Regions from separate parts of the Danio rerio genome. Here region 1 is linked to region 2. Evidence: chromatin contacts called from public HiCAR-type data. All regions are on one chromosome and are shown on one strand. The core of a region is the stretch at or near the end of the contact, and the rest is flanking DNA. Distances in the headings are between cores, read along the strand shown.

What was found. HiCAR-type assays count read pairs that join an accessible place to other places.
Region 1: a HiCAR-type map of caudal fin shows a contact between it and region 2, with 8 times the contacts expected there. The contact joins the promoter of ptafr here to the promoter of ctsl.1 in region 2. A contact is called at or near these places in 4 of 18 Hi-C or Micro-C datasets (embryo, fibroblasts, hematopoietic stem cells and 1 more) and 1 of 4 datasets of contacts at active chromatin or transcription factors (caudal fin).

What each region holds. Positions count from the first base shown.
Region 1 is chr17:29,454,941-29,462,139 of GRCz12tu, forward strand. ptafr (platelet-activating factor receptor) reads right to left here and starts at 4,004. Exons shown (of 2, transcript XM_001342336.7): 1 at 3,922-4,004; 2 at 1-338. The coding sequence starts at 313. All of the region lies in intron 3 of LOC141378579, which reads left to right.
Region 2 is chr17:28,944,715-28,951,381 of GRCz12tu, forward strand. ctsl.1 (cathepsin L.1) reads left to right here and starts at 3,478. Exons shown (of 9, transcript NM_001002368.1): 1 at 3,478-3,505; 2 at 3,698-3,798; 3 at 5,283-5,425; 4 at 5,641-5,838; 5 at 5,939-6,130. The coding sequence starts at 3,699.

The DNA of each region.
Region 1 (7,199 bases), core at 2,754-5,253, 510 kb after region 2:
TGCCTGTGATACGACAGAAGGCTTCTGTGGATCTCCAGTGACCTTCATGCATGTAGTAGTCAATCCAGAACGGTAGAGCAGACACAAACAACAGGTCTGCGACAGTCAAGTTGGTCATGTAGATCCGAATCTCATTCATGGCTTTAGACTCCCGCATGCGGTGAAGCACATAGAGAGCATAGCAGTTGGCTATCAACCCCAAGACGAAGACCACACCATAGAAAATGGGAAAGAGAGTGTAACGGAACCTTGAATCGATGATTTCAGTGTCGTTGGTATTTTCGGTCCATTTAGTAGACGACATGTTTTCCATCCTGGCTATCTGCAAAGAAAGCAGACTGACAAAACAACATACAATTACATTAGATTTCACCCAATATTTTCGATGTCATTCATTCATTCATTTTCTTTTCGGCTTAGTCCCTTTATTAATCCAGGGACGCCACAGCGGAATAAACCGCCAACTTATCCAGCACATTTTTTTACGCAGCGGATGCCCTTCCAGCCGCAACCCATCTCTGGGAAACATCCACACACACATTCACACACACACTCATACACTACGGACAATTTAGCCGACCCAATTCACCTGTACTGCATGTCTTTGGACTGTGGGGGAAATCTAGACCAACCGGAGGTAAGCCATGTAAACACAGGGAGAACATGCAAACTCCACACAGAAATGCCAACTAGGCCAAGGATCGAACCAGTGACCTTCTTGCTGTGAGGCGACAGCACTACCTACTGCTTGGCCCATATTTTCGATGTGTTTATTTAAAAAAATAAAACAATATTATCTGATCATTGATTGAAATCTAGTGCTGCTAACCAGTATATACTTGAGGTAAATCAGAATGCAGGTTTCGTTGTCAATAACATTCCCGTTGATTGAAATCAGAAGTGTGCTAGGTAGAAAATATGGGAATATGCTTCTTTATATAAACAAATAAATAGACAACACATTAAATCAGTAACCTGAAAGAAATATAACTGTAATATCAATTATTGCTAAACTTGCTTATTTTATGTACTCGATTTTATGATGTCTTATGATTCAGATCAGAACATGCAGAAAATCAGGAGAGGAGTCTTTTTTTAGCAGAAACTACAAATATGGCCATGTTTCTGCAAAAGAATTGCTGAACTGTTTTTTTTTTTTTGTAGTATACTTAGATTACTGTTTGCTGTTATTTGAGTCTGAGTTAGATTAGTATGGTAACTGGTATTTAGTGTTAAGTTACTGTAGTAAGATTAGGTGGCATAAGTTTTACTGTTAATTTATAATGAAAATTTATAATTTTGTTTTTTAGATATATTTTTGTATTTACTTACAATTTAAACTTGTAATGTATTAATGAAATTAATTCTTTCTTTAATAAAAATGCCATATTTAATGTCATCAACCAGCAGGCACACAACATCATAAGATGCTGTAATATTAAGTTAGATTTAGGTCATGACGTCAGGTTAGGGCTGTGCAATTAATCGAAATCACAAACGGGATTTGAAACATTGCGATTAGATAATCTCAAGAGGCTGAGACATGAAATATATTTGTATTATTTATTTCCCCTGCCCAGAGCAAATGCATGACTGCCATCTGTGTGATAGTCTTACTAGCCAATTGAGTAATGAGTGTTTTGCTAATTAGTCCACTGAAAGTATTGCCAGTGACATAATCTAGCAGCAAGCAACAGCAAAGTACAATTTCGAAGTTGTTTCAGCCATGTTCTGTCATAAGTGTTCTGTATTTTTATAAGCTATATCTCCCTTATTTGAGTTCAACTTGCTAACAGAAATAAAATGTCATTTTTTTTTATTTGTGTTCCATTTGTGTATCAATTCCTGTTTTAACTAACACTCACTTAATTTTAGCAGTAAGAAGCTATGACACAGATTGCAAAATTCAATGTGTAGCCAGTGTAAGGACATTTTTTATTTTGACGTCCAATAATGGCGTTACGTTGATATTTGGTTGATTTTAGGTTGTGTTGGAAAGTGACCAAAATCCAATGTCTGATAGATGTCATGGTGGTAACGTCCACACAATGTCAAAATGTAACATGATAAGATATTGATATTTGGTTGATTTCAGGTTAGACATTGGACATTGACGTCGGCCTGACGTTGGATTCTGACGTCAACTCGATTTCCAAAAAAAAATCTAACATCCCTATGACATTAGGGTACAAGGTCAATATGCCGTCATGTTGATGTCCTCTGCCTGCAGGGCCAGTTATCATTTGGCAGGCCAGGTACCATTTTAAAAGTATAAACACTTTTAAAAGCAGTAAATGTTTTCATAGTGTCACAGAACCATAATATGGACTCTTTCTGTTTAGATGAAATGTTTGAGGGGTATTTGCAGTTCATGTTTGCATTGAACAATAGCATAAACACACAGTCTAGAGATGTATTTCCTGCAAGTTAAACTTATTTCCTCAACCTCGTTTTCATAATGTGTGAGATGCTGCAAAATACTGTTAATTAATTACAGAATTTACAACCAATCACATGTGTTTTTACCCACTTAAACAAGCATTTACACTGAGAGATTAAACAGTAAAAACATTACCAATGATGATATTTACATGACATGCACTGTATGCTTCCTATACTTTTACTATACTATAAGTGCAATTGACTTCACATTACACAGAGATAGATGAAAAAAAAATCACACGTCACTTTCATGAAATGTGGGAGAAAAGCAACATCTGTTTTCTCTGGCGCACAGCGAGAACAGATATGCATTCTTTTTTCTTATCGTTACATTTACTGAAAGCTACAGCATTTGGGTTTTTGTATCATTGCATATTTATCTGCAATCTCCTATAAGCAGGAAGTGAATCAGTGAAGCTGCATTTTATGTAAACCACGACCCTATGCTACAACAGTAGTTTCAAAGGACTTATGTCAGATTACCATCACACTTCTTATGCAAAATTCTTGAAACAGATTTTCTAGTTGCATTCATTTATTTGTGCATGTGTTTCTTATTCTTTTAATACACATACAGACAGCAAATTCTTGACTTTAATTTTTTTTTAGTTTCTATCACCACCCATGATATTAACTGGACATTATTTATCAATTATTTAGCAACCGAAAAGTATTATGAGAACCCAAACACTACTGAGTAGAATGGGGGAAAACTTGATATTGCATATATACTTTTAAACACGTCGCATATTTAAAATTTATATAGCATCGTCGTCGTGGCATCATTATACAGTAGACTTTCTGTCTGAAATGCTATTTGTGGTTTTATTAACTTTTTACTAAGCAAAAAAAATATTATTATACTTTAATTTTGTTAACAGGACAGAATTCACAGACACAGCACCTGTTACACCTAGCTCCGGGTTCCCCTAAAATATAGTTTTCAGCACCACATATGTGCCATTATTGCTTATTTGCATTGCAACATCCGCACTGTTCTGACGACATGCTTTCCATTTAGGTATTTCATCCCACGAGGCATCTTTATTGCCTATGAAACATACAGTGGGCTTTTCCGGCATTACATGTTCCTCGTTTACATTGTGGGAATTTTGTTGTCTTACACCAATAAACGTGTTTCGCAATACGCAAAACAGAACAATGATCGTTAACGTATTGTAGTTGTAATGAAGCACCAACAAACTCTTGAGATAAAAAAAAGATACATGTAGGACTATGACAGTTCGACTCGCTTTTTCTGAGTCGTATGATATCTGAACAAAATTTTGACTAAGCAAGACGATGAGACAAGAAGTAAACACGAGTAGCCTATATACTGTGAGAGATAGCATCTAACGTTAGTATGTCACATAAGAAGCGAGCGGTTTTTGTCACTTCATCGCCCACAGTACAGACACGGTGTAAGTAGCTTTTTTTATTTGAGAATGAGCATAAAGTTGCATTTATCCTTTGACCTACCTTATAAATGCCAGTGAGTGAAGGTGCTGCTCGCGCTGCTCTTTTAGAAACTTTCAACTCTTCGTCGTATCTGAAACGCAGTTACACCTCTTTCTTTCACGCCTTCAGCTCTCTCTCTCTCTCTCTCTCTCTCTCTCTCTCTCTCTCTCTTTCTCTCTCTCTCTTTCTCTAGATGTAGCCAAGGAAATTAAACTAAATAAGCAATAAAATAAAATAACAAGTGTGAGAAAGTGTCATTTGGTGTGCCATAGCAAAAAAAGAAAAACTCATAATAATGTACAAATATCATAAGAACGATTTATCTTTATTGTTGGACACTTCTTAATATAGTGATATTTATTGTATATGAAAATACATAATAATTTTCATCTTTTTAAATATTTTTCTTTTTTATCAACATTTTAATAACCATGTGTCACAACAAAATGTAACAATTAGTGGTTCCAAAAAAAGTAATATTTTATTAAGAAAAAATAGGGGACAGGGGGAGTCATAGTGGCGCAGTGGGTAGCATGATTGCCTCAGCAAGAAAGTCGCTGCAGTGTCTCTTTCCCCCACAGTTCAAAGACATGTGCAATAGGTGAATCGAATAAGCTAAGTTGTCTGTAGTATATGTGTGTGTCTGAGTGTGAATGGGTGTTTACCAGTGTTGGGTTGCAGCTGAAAGAGCATCCGCTGCGTAAACATATGCTGGATAAGTTGGCGGTTCATTCTGCTGTAGCAACCCCTGATTAATAAAGGGACTAAGCCGAAAAGAAAATGAATAAATGAATGAAAATAAGTGCAACTTTACACTTTTTTTAAAACAAAAATCATAACTATCAAGGAAATCATTGCAAATGTAGCACATTCTTATTAAAAGCAAATATGTTTGCAAAATTTATAATTATTGACACCCTTATGAATTTATATAAGAAATATATTTTTTGAGGAATCTTTCATTGCTATTTGACTTTTGGTCAGATTACTATAGCTGCAAAAATACAAACAAGGAACAGTCTGATCAGGCTGTTAAAATAAATGTCAAAAATCATTCTGACAATACAGCTGACTCTTCAGGAAGCAACTGAATTAATTTTTGTTCAATTTGTTACTGTTTTTTATTTGCATGTGTTTTATTAATTTGCATGTATTTCAGCTCTCTCAGCCACCTTTGGATCATAATCATGGGGGAAACACTTTAAGTTCAATTCAATTCATTTTTTTTCTATTGTGCTTTTTTACAATGTAGATTGTGTCAAAGCAGCTTAACATTGATGACGGAAAGAGAATAAAAACCATAACAACAGCCCCGATTGCGGAGACTAGAGGTAGAATGCTGGTGTACTTCTAACTACATTAAAGCGCACCCATTTTACCCCTTTTACAAGATGTAGGATAAGCCTTTGGTGTCTCTAGAATGTGTCTGTAAAGTTTCAGCTCAAAATACTCATCAGATTATTTATTAAAGCCTCCAGAATCTGCTCATTTTGCTGTCTGAGTATACAGTTACTGTTTTTGGAGCCTGTGACTTTAAATGAAAATGAACTGCTTCTGCCTGCCCACCTCTCCCATGTCCATGCCTGCTTCTCATCATGCATTACGTCAGATAAATAGCACAGAAACAGACACTGATTACGCTGAAATACAGTTTATTAGTCATATATACCAAGTTAATTTGATTTATTTGTTGGCGAGTTTATTCAAGCCTATCTGAAATGATGAGTCTCACACAAATTGCGTTTGCAGCACACACACACATGCAGACCTGGATGCAGGCCTGTTGCAGTGCAATCTGAGCTGCATCCAATGATTTTTAATGCACTCACTTAACCCCACCCCTAACCCTACCCCTCACAGTGATGTCACGCACTCTATTGAGTAAATTGTGTCTGACATTGCATCGCTGAGGAATGCAATCTCAGCTTGCATCATAAAGGCTGCATCCAAATACTATTGGAGAAAACCGCATTCCTGCGTCACAATGCGGTGGGCCTCAAAATCACTGGGATTGGGGTCCTGTTTTAATTAATTATTCCAATATGACAGTGGACACATATACATACAGACAGTTCTGTCCAAACAGTTTCCGAAAGTTTAATCATAGGTGCTCTTTAAAACTGATTCAGTTCAGTTTAGTATAATATCAGTGTCAATGTCGATATTCAGTTCAGTTAAGTATAAATGTCAATGTTGATTGCTGATCCACTGTAGTAGGCACGTGCACACATAGGGCTCAACCTGTGCAGTGCACATGCCCTTTTTAGTCTTGGATATAAAGTGCCCTTCCAAAATGATCAAAAGTGCCCCCGCGACGCGACACACCCTCCGTCCCGCCCTTCAGTAGGCGCGTGACAACACCGCTCTTGAGTACGCGCGCTCAATAGGGTGTTACGCCCTATTTACATGGGGCGTCAGCGTCAACGCTTCCCATTCACTTTGAATGGGTGACGTCAGGCGTTGCCGAACTGCATTGTGGATCCATTGGCGCCGCTTCAGAAGCTCGCTGCAGAAGTTGGGACTAGCTCAACTTTTCAAGCGCCGATGAAAGCGTCAGCCAATCAGATCACTGTATGCAAATACACCAGCTCAGACAGTGGCCTATTGCTGACTGAATTTCATTGGCTGATGCTTTTATGACGATTGCTTCAGACCCAACTTCAGACACGCCTTCAGTCAAGCATTGACGCTGAAGCCCCGTGTGAATGGGGCGTTACAGTACGCGCGCGACAACACCACTCTTCAGTACGCGCGCGACAACAGCGCGACAACAGCGCAACAACAACACCACCCCCCCGCCTCCCACGCACTTCAAAAAAAATTATCCTGCACATGCCCTTTGAACGGTCTCTGCACGGGCCTGCACTGTAGTGCAGCTCAAAAGTGCTTCATCGTAACACCTATATCTTTTAAAGACAGTGCTATATAGGGCCTCAATCAAGCTAAAATTAAAAACAAAACACAGAAGAACCATTACTGTGCTTAACAGTTTTTTTATAGGTGTTATATTGAGTCAAAAGAAGAACCACTTTAAGTCCTATTTAGCACATTTGTTTTTTGAAATAGGAACAGGAAATTGCTGACCTTGACCTCCGGTTTTGCAAGGTATAAATATGAGATAAAACAACCACACTAAGTCATTCAGAGGTGATAAGACTTAAAGAACAGCGCTGTGTTTTACAGTAAAATATTGTTCATAAAATGTAAAGTGGCTAAAAGAAAATGTTGATAATCCCAGGGCAGTAATTAGGAAATTCCAGTAATCTGGAAGGGTTAAGATTCCACTTTGAAGTGGAAAT
Region 2 (6,667 bases), core at 2,228-4,727:
ATTTTCTACTTTAGCACAGGATGTTAACCTCAAACCAGATACCAAATGGTATTAAAACAGAATTTGATGTATTGGCATCATATCATTCATTCATTCATTAACTATCTTTCGGCTTAGTCCCTTTATTCATCAGAAGTTGCACACCAGAATGAACTACCAACTTATCTAGCACGTTTTACACAGTGGATGCCCTTCCAGCTGCAACCCAGTACTGGGAAACAGCCATAGACTTTCACGTACACACACATACACTATGACCAATTTAGTTTATTCAATTCACCTATACTGCATGTCTTTGGACTGTGGGGGAAACCAGAGCACCCAGAGGAAACCCACGCAAACACTGGGATAATATGCAAACTCCACACAGAAATGTCAACTGACCCGGTCGGGAATCGAACCAGCAACCTTCTTGCTGTGAGGAGACAGTGCTAACCACTGAGCCACCATGCCACCCTGTCATATTAGTTTTTTTTAAAAATGAATGAGTTTAAGAAATAAGTTCACTTAATATTACAATAACATACTTGACTAATAATTAAGCTACAACTGGTTTATCCTAAACATTTTGTACAAATGAATGAGAAGAATTATGACACAACTTTAGCCTTCCAGAGTTTCCCGCCAGAGGAAGTGACATCACTTGGAGCAAATCACATGTCTCTACAGGTGCTTTACAGATTGCTTGTTTAAAACCAAAGTACATTTACCAGAACATAGGAACAAACAAAATGTTTTCTTAAAACCGGAATTACAAATGCTTAATGCTAATTTTTATTTAACCTAGCGTAAACACACACGCACGCACGCACATGCAGACACGCATGCACACGCACGCACACACACACACACACACACACACACACACACACACACACACACACACACACACACACACACGCACACACGCACACACACACACTAAATAGGACATTTACACTTAACTATTTAATGAACAATAAAGTTGGATGAGTCAAAAGGCAGAGATAGTCAAAAGTACATGCAGGTGTAGTGCGAGTCTAAGTTAATATTTCAAAACAATGAATCACCCAAAATACACATACAAACATTTTTTAGAGATAACCAGATGTAATTTGTGTCAATAATTCAAAACCTTTTCATTCAGTTTGTGTTATGAAAAATAATAAAAGGTTTATCTTGGAGATGCAAAACATCACTCATTTACTGTATATATTTATATACTACATCTATAGGCTACATCCAAAATTCTTGCAGTGTCATGCAACGTTTGTTGTAAGTCAGCTCATGTCCTCAACCAGACCTCAAATGCCATGAGGGCACAAATCCAGTCTCAACTTACCTACATCTACCAACATGCTAACTAAATAGACCATACGTCTGCTGACACTAAACAATGTACGCAAACACACAGACACACACATACTAAATGTTTTTATGTGCTAAGAAACAATTTGGGTATTATTGTTAATCTTTTTAAACCACTAACAGAGTTGACAATAACAGAGTTGAAACTTTCCATTATTATTTTGTGCTTTAGCTCGAGATGCTAACCTCAAACCAGATACCACATGATATGTCTAAAACAGAATTTGATTGCATGTTACATTAAACATACTCAGTGCTGTTTTGGTGGCATAAATAAAGATATTTTATTCAATATGTAGCCTAAATAATATTTGGGCTTTGCTCGGATGAGTTTTCAAGAGAGGCACTGAACACTATAAGCATCTACTTCCGCCAGAGCCCAAGATAATTGTGCTACAACACTAATCAATAAACTTTTTTTTTTTTACCCTGTAGAGCATGCCACAATTTGTTCTCGATTTATCTCACCAATACTTATATATTATTTATGTCAATTAATAATACTCACACAAAATATGAAGCATTTCTCCACACAATTTAACAGCTAGTTTTCTAACATGCACACTAGTTTCTATGTCTATGACAAGGTGCTGTCCATTAAAATCTTACAAGCCAATCAGAGTCGACCACTCATAAGTCCAACCCAGGCTCATTCTGATTACGTACCCCTTATATATTTCTGGAGAGAGGATGCTGTATACGCTTTTTTAGATCTCAAAATTCTCTTGCGAGTGCCATTCACGCCTGCTGTTCTCATGTAAATCCACCAGAGACTGCTGTCAACAGACTGACTGACTAACCGACTGATACCCCCACCCTCCCTCTTCCCTAAATCCAACCAATAGTGTTTTAAAAAGCACCGACTGACTTTTAAAAAGCAATTCAGAAAAATAAAAGCTCCCTGATTTTTATCTCATTCTCACCCTGTGTTTTACTTGTTTATTTTATTTTGTTGTTTTGGTCTTACATGCTTTCTGGAACCATTCTGCACCAGACTCGAAACCCGTTGTCACAGTCAACTCTGCTCTGCATCTGAAGTCCGCTGACGTACATATTGAGCTCCCGGACAAACTGGCAACAGCAGAAAAGCCGTCCATACGGAGGTAAGCGGTCAGCAAGAAAAGGAACGGCATCATACTCCCTGGTTTGTTTTAAAGATGAAATGCACATAGCTCTGGCTAAATAGTTTGCGATCTACCAGTTATATACCAGAAATTTATATAGGGCTTCGTTTTCAGAATGAGCCTTTGTTGCATAAATCTGCAAAACAAAAGGAATGGTGACCTCCGCATGCTATGGTTTCCCCTATAAGTCCAAAGACATGCCATATAGATGAATTGGGTAGGCTTAATTGTCCATAGTGCATGTGTTAATGAGAGTGTATGAGTGTTTCCCAGTGACAGGTTGCAGCTGGAAGGGCATCTGCTGCGTAAAACATATGCTGGATAAGCAGTTCCGCTGTGGTGACCCACGATTAATAAAGGGACTAAGCCGAAAAGAAAATGAATGAATGAACAAAAGAATGAAATTTTTTAAATTGTTGATTTTTCAACTTGTTTACTGTACATCTTGTCACAAAGCAATTTTTTAGACAATGTTCAGTTTTTATTGTTGTTAAAAGTCAGAGGCAGCTCCCTGCCATGCAAAGTCAATAGAGATGGTCGGCTTGTTTTTCTCCTGGTGGGCGTGGTTTCAGGTTATGATGTGTGTCACTCTTGATGTGTTTCTATGCCAGTTCTGAAGGAAAGTCACATGCAAGTTGTTCCTGGAAACCTTGTAAAAAATGCAAGCTCAACAGAAAAAAGTATGACATAGGTGTTTTCAGTGGTATGACTAATGCATTTTTTTTTATAAAGGAACAATGTAATTAAACATAACTTTTATACCACAACGATTAAAAAAAGAACCTGGCTGATATTTACAGGAAACTTCCCTTCAATGTGTTCCCCGGCATTACACCCATATACACCACACGCAATATTGCTCTTACGCAATTTCCCTTTTTCATCTTTGCACTCAGCAATGCTTTTCTGTTTATGATTTTATGAGAGGCACCTGACCACCGACACCAAAGACTCCTATATAAACCCGGATGTTCATTCAGACAAATGCTGACACACAGGTGACAAGGAAATCTATAGATCTTGCACCACAACAAGTAAGTATTCAAACTCAGGTTGAACCAGATTTCAGGCCTCCTATGGAACTAAAAATACTGTTACTGTACTGAGGACAAATGTGTGGGTGCGTGACAGAAAACCTGAAATGATGACATCAGACACTTGAGTCTGTTTTATCTTACGCACCTCTATGCGACCTCACATTTGTCTGATTTCTTTTCTCTGTGCAGGATGAGGGTTCTGGTCGTTGCTGCTGCTTTTCTGGCTGTTGCCAGTGCTGCCAGTCTTTCTCTGGAGGACATGGAGTTTCACGCCTGGAAACTGAAGTTTGGTAAGTCTAGCTTTTTTTTCTTAGCTGTAGCAAATTGCAGGTTCTCCTTAGTGACTGCAATAACTAATTCAAAATAGGCAAGGCAAGTTTGGGCTTTTTATATAACACGTTTCATAGACAATGGCAGGTCTAATTCAAAGTACTTAAAATAATTTTTTTTTTTAAAGGAATAATAAAATAAGTAATTAAGAAATGGTTAAAAGGTTTAAAAAGAGAGATGTATGAATAGCGTGATCAGATCAGCATCTGATCATTTCTGGAGGCTGCGGTTGGCATAGTAGCTGAAAGCAGGTTCAGCATGCTTTGACTGAGCTCTTGGAATTTTTTATTCACTCAATCATACTGATAAGATTGATCTGTTATGTTTATACTCTGTGGGCATAACTGCAATGCTTTAAGGTCCTAGGCCATTTACTGATTTATAAACAATTAAAAATCATTTAAAATCTACTTTAATTAGAAGCCAGTGTAAAGACCTGAGGACTGGTGTGATGTGCTTTGATTGTCTTTCATTGTTCTGGTCAGATGCCTGCACTGTAACAACATCTTGTTCTTTCCTCCAAAAACTTAAGAACTTAATGTAAAAAAGTTTGAAAAAGTCCCCACTTTTAGATATTTTAATAGTTTGAAGTAATAAATTGTCTGGGTTGTTGTTACAGTTCAAAAATCTATAAATAAACTGCCACTTTTTCGGATTACAAATTCTTTCAAAATTCTTTTACGATATATTGTTTTATATATAATATTTTACAGATATTGTTTTAAACTATTAATATGTCAATAAAAGCAACTCTGATGTTAAACTGATGTTGAATTTTCAACATCAAAATTCGACAGAGCAGAGATCAAGGTCCTATAATGCAATTCCTAAATAAACAACTGAAAAGAAAATCTTTAAATCACAAAAATAACAGATTCTAATTAACAGATTTTTTTTTTTACAGTATAGTCATTTACTGGTCAGTGAGGAGTCCGTTACACACTGCTGCACGGACAAGTTTCACTAAGTCTTAACTGGAAACAAAACATCTGATACTTGCATTGTTTTTGAGATGATAATATGCCGATTTGTCTGAATTTGCTGACTGCATCTTTTTCACAGTGGTCCTTTTCATTTCTTTGAGTTTAGTTTTAGTTAAGTTTATATTCTAGTGTTTCCTAAACTTGCACAAGAATTGACTTTCCGAGGTTACGGGTATATCGCTAGTCAAACAGGTTGTTTAAAGTATGTATAAATGTGCCTCAGGTCGAGTGTCGAACAAATGTCATTCATAAACAAATCGCAAAAACTAAAACAGGTTTAAAACCAGAAGTGGAGGATGAGAAAATCATGAATGATTTTCATTTTTGGATGAACTATGCTGTTCATTTTTTTCTTATAAATGCCAGTTAAAACTATTTTAACAAACAAAACCTTTTGCAGAGAATATAAGTAAATACTGGTTAAATCATAATGCATCATAAAATGTTCTCTTATGCTTTAGGAAAGAGCTACAGATCTGCAGAGGAAGAGTCACACCGTCAGCTGACCTGGCTGACCAATCGCAAACTGGTTTTGGTCCACAACATGATGGCAGATCAGGGTTTGAAATCCTACCGACTTGGCATGACATACTTTGCTGACATGGTAGGAAATTAAAACAAACTCAAAACACAGGTCTTTTTAGTGACATCGATTATCATTATTAGTAGGAACATGTAGTGTATTTTTTATTATAATAAATATATAAATAATCAACGTCAGAGTTAGTCTATAATATGTTTTGTTTAAAATTATCTAATAATTACATTCATTATAAAACTTCAGATTTCATCATAATTCATCCCTATGTCCTCTCTCAGAGTAATGAGGAATACAGACAACTGGTGTTTCGTGGATGTCTGGGCTCCATGAATAACACTAAGGCCCGTGGTGGATCTACATTCTTCAGGCTGAGAAAGGCTGCTGTGGTGCCTGATACAGTGGACTGGAGGGACAAGGGCTATGTGACTGATATTAAAGATCAGAAACAGTGTGGATCATGCTGGGCCTTCAGTGCAGTAAGACCTACAATTCTCTTTACAAACAGATCTTAGATGCCAAATGTATATGCAGCACATATAGTTCAGCATTTAATGTCCTTCATTTTCCTTTATTCAGACTGGTTCCCTGGAGGGTCAGACATTCAGGAAGACAGGGAAACTGGTGTCTTTAAGTGAGCAGCAGCTGGTGGACTGCTCTGGTTCTTATGGGAACTATGGCTGTGATGGAGGACTTATGGATCAGGCCTTCCAGTACATCGAAGCCAATAAAGGTCTGGATACAGAGGACTCCTACCCCTATGAAGCCCAGGTGAGCCCTAATAATGTTTGGGAGAATGACTTTAGTATTAAAGTAGATTTTAGGGTAGAGGGACAGTGTGTTTAATGTGCAGCTTGTCATGTATGGCATACTGTATATGGAAGGTCATTGAGGCCAAAAGCATCTTCACAAACATAAATCGTTGTGCCTGTGTTAAGTGCTCACATTCATATGTATGCTATAAAATTGAAAATACTTTTAAAAGCAGTATGCCTTGTGTGTGTAAAAAAAAAAGCATACCTATTTAAAAATTTTTTTTGTAATTTTCGCTAATCCTTATTTTCCACACAGCATAGTCCATATGGTTTTGATAAATTAATACAGAAGTTATTAAATAAATGTCTTCTGATGTTTGTATGCCTACATTCCCGTACACTATTAAAATATCCATCATGAACCAATAAGTCTCATGTTAATGTGTTTTAATTGTTAAACTGTGTGTGTGTGTGTTTTGACTTTTGACCCCGATGGCCTTCCATACTGTTCATCTGTGTGCTATCAAATAAAGACAGCTTTGAAAAACAGTAT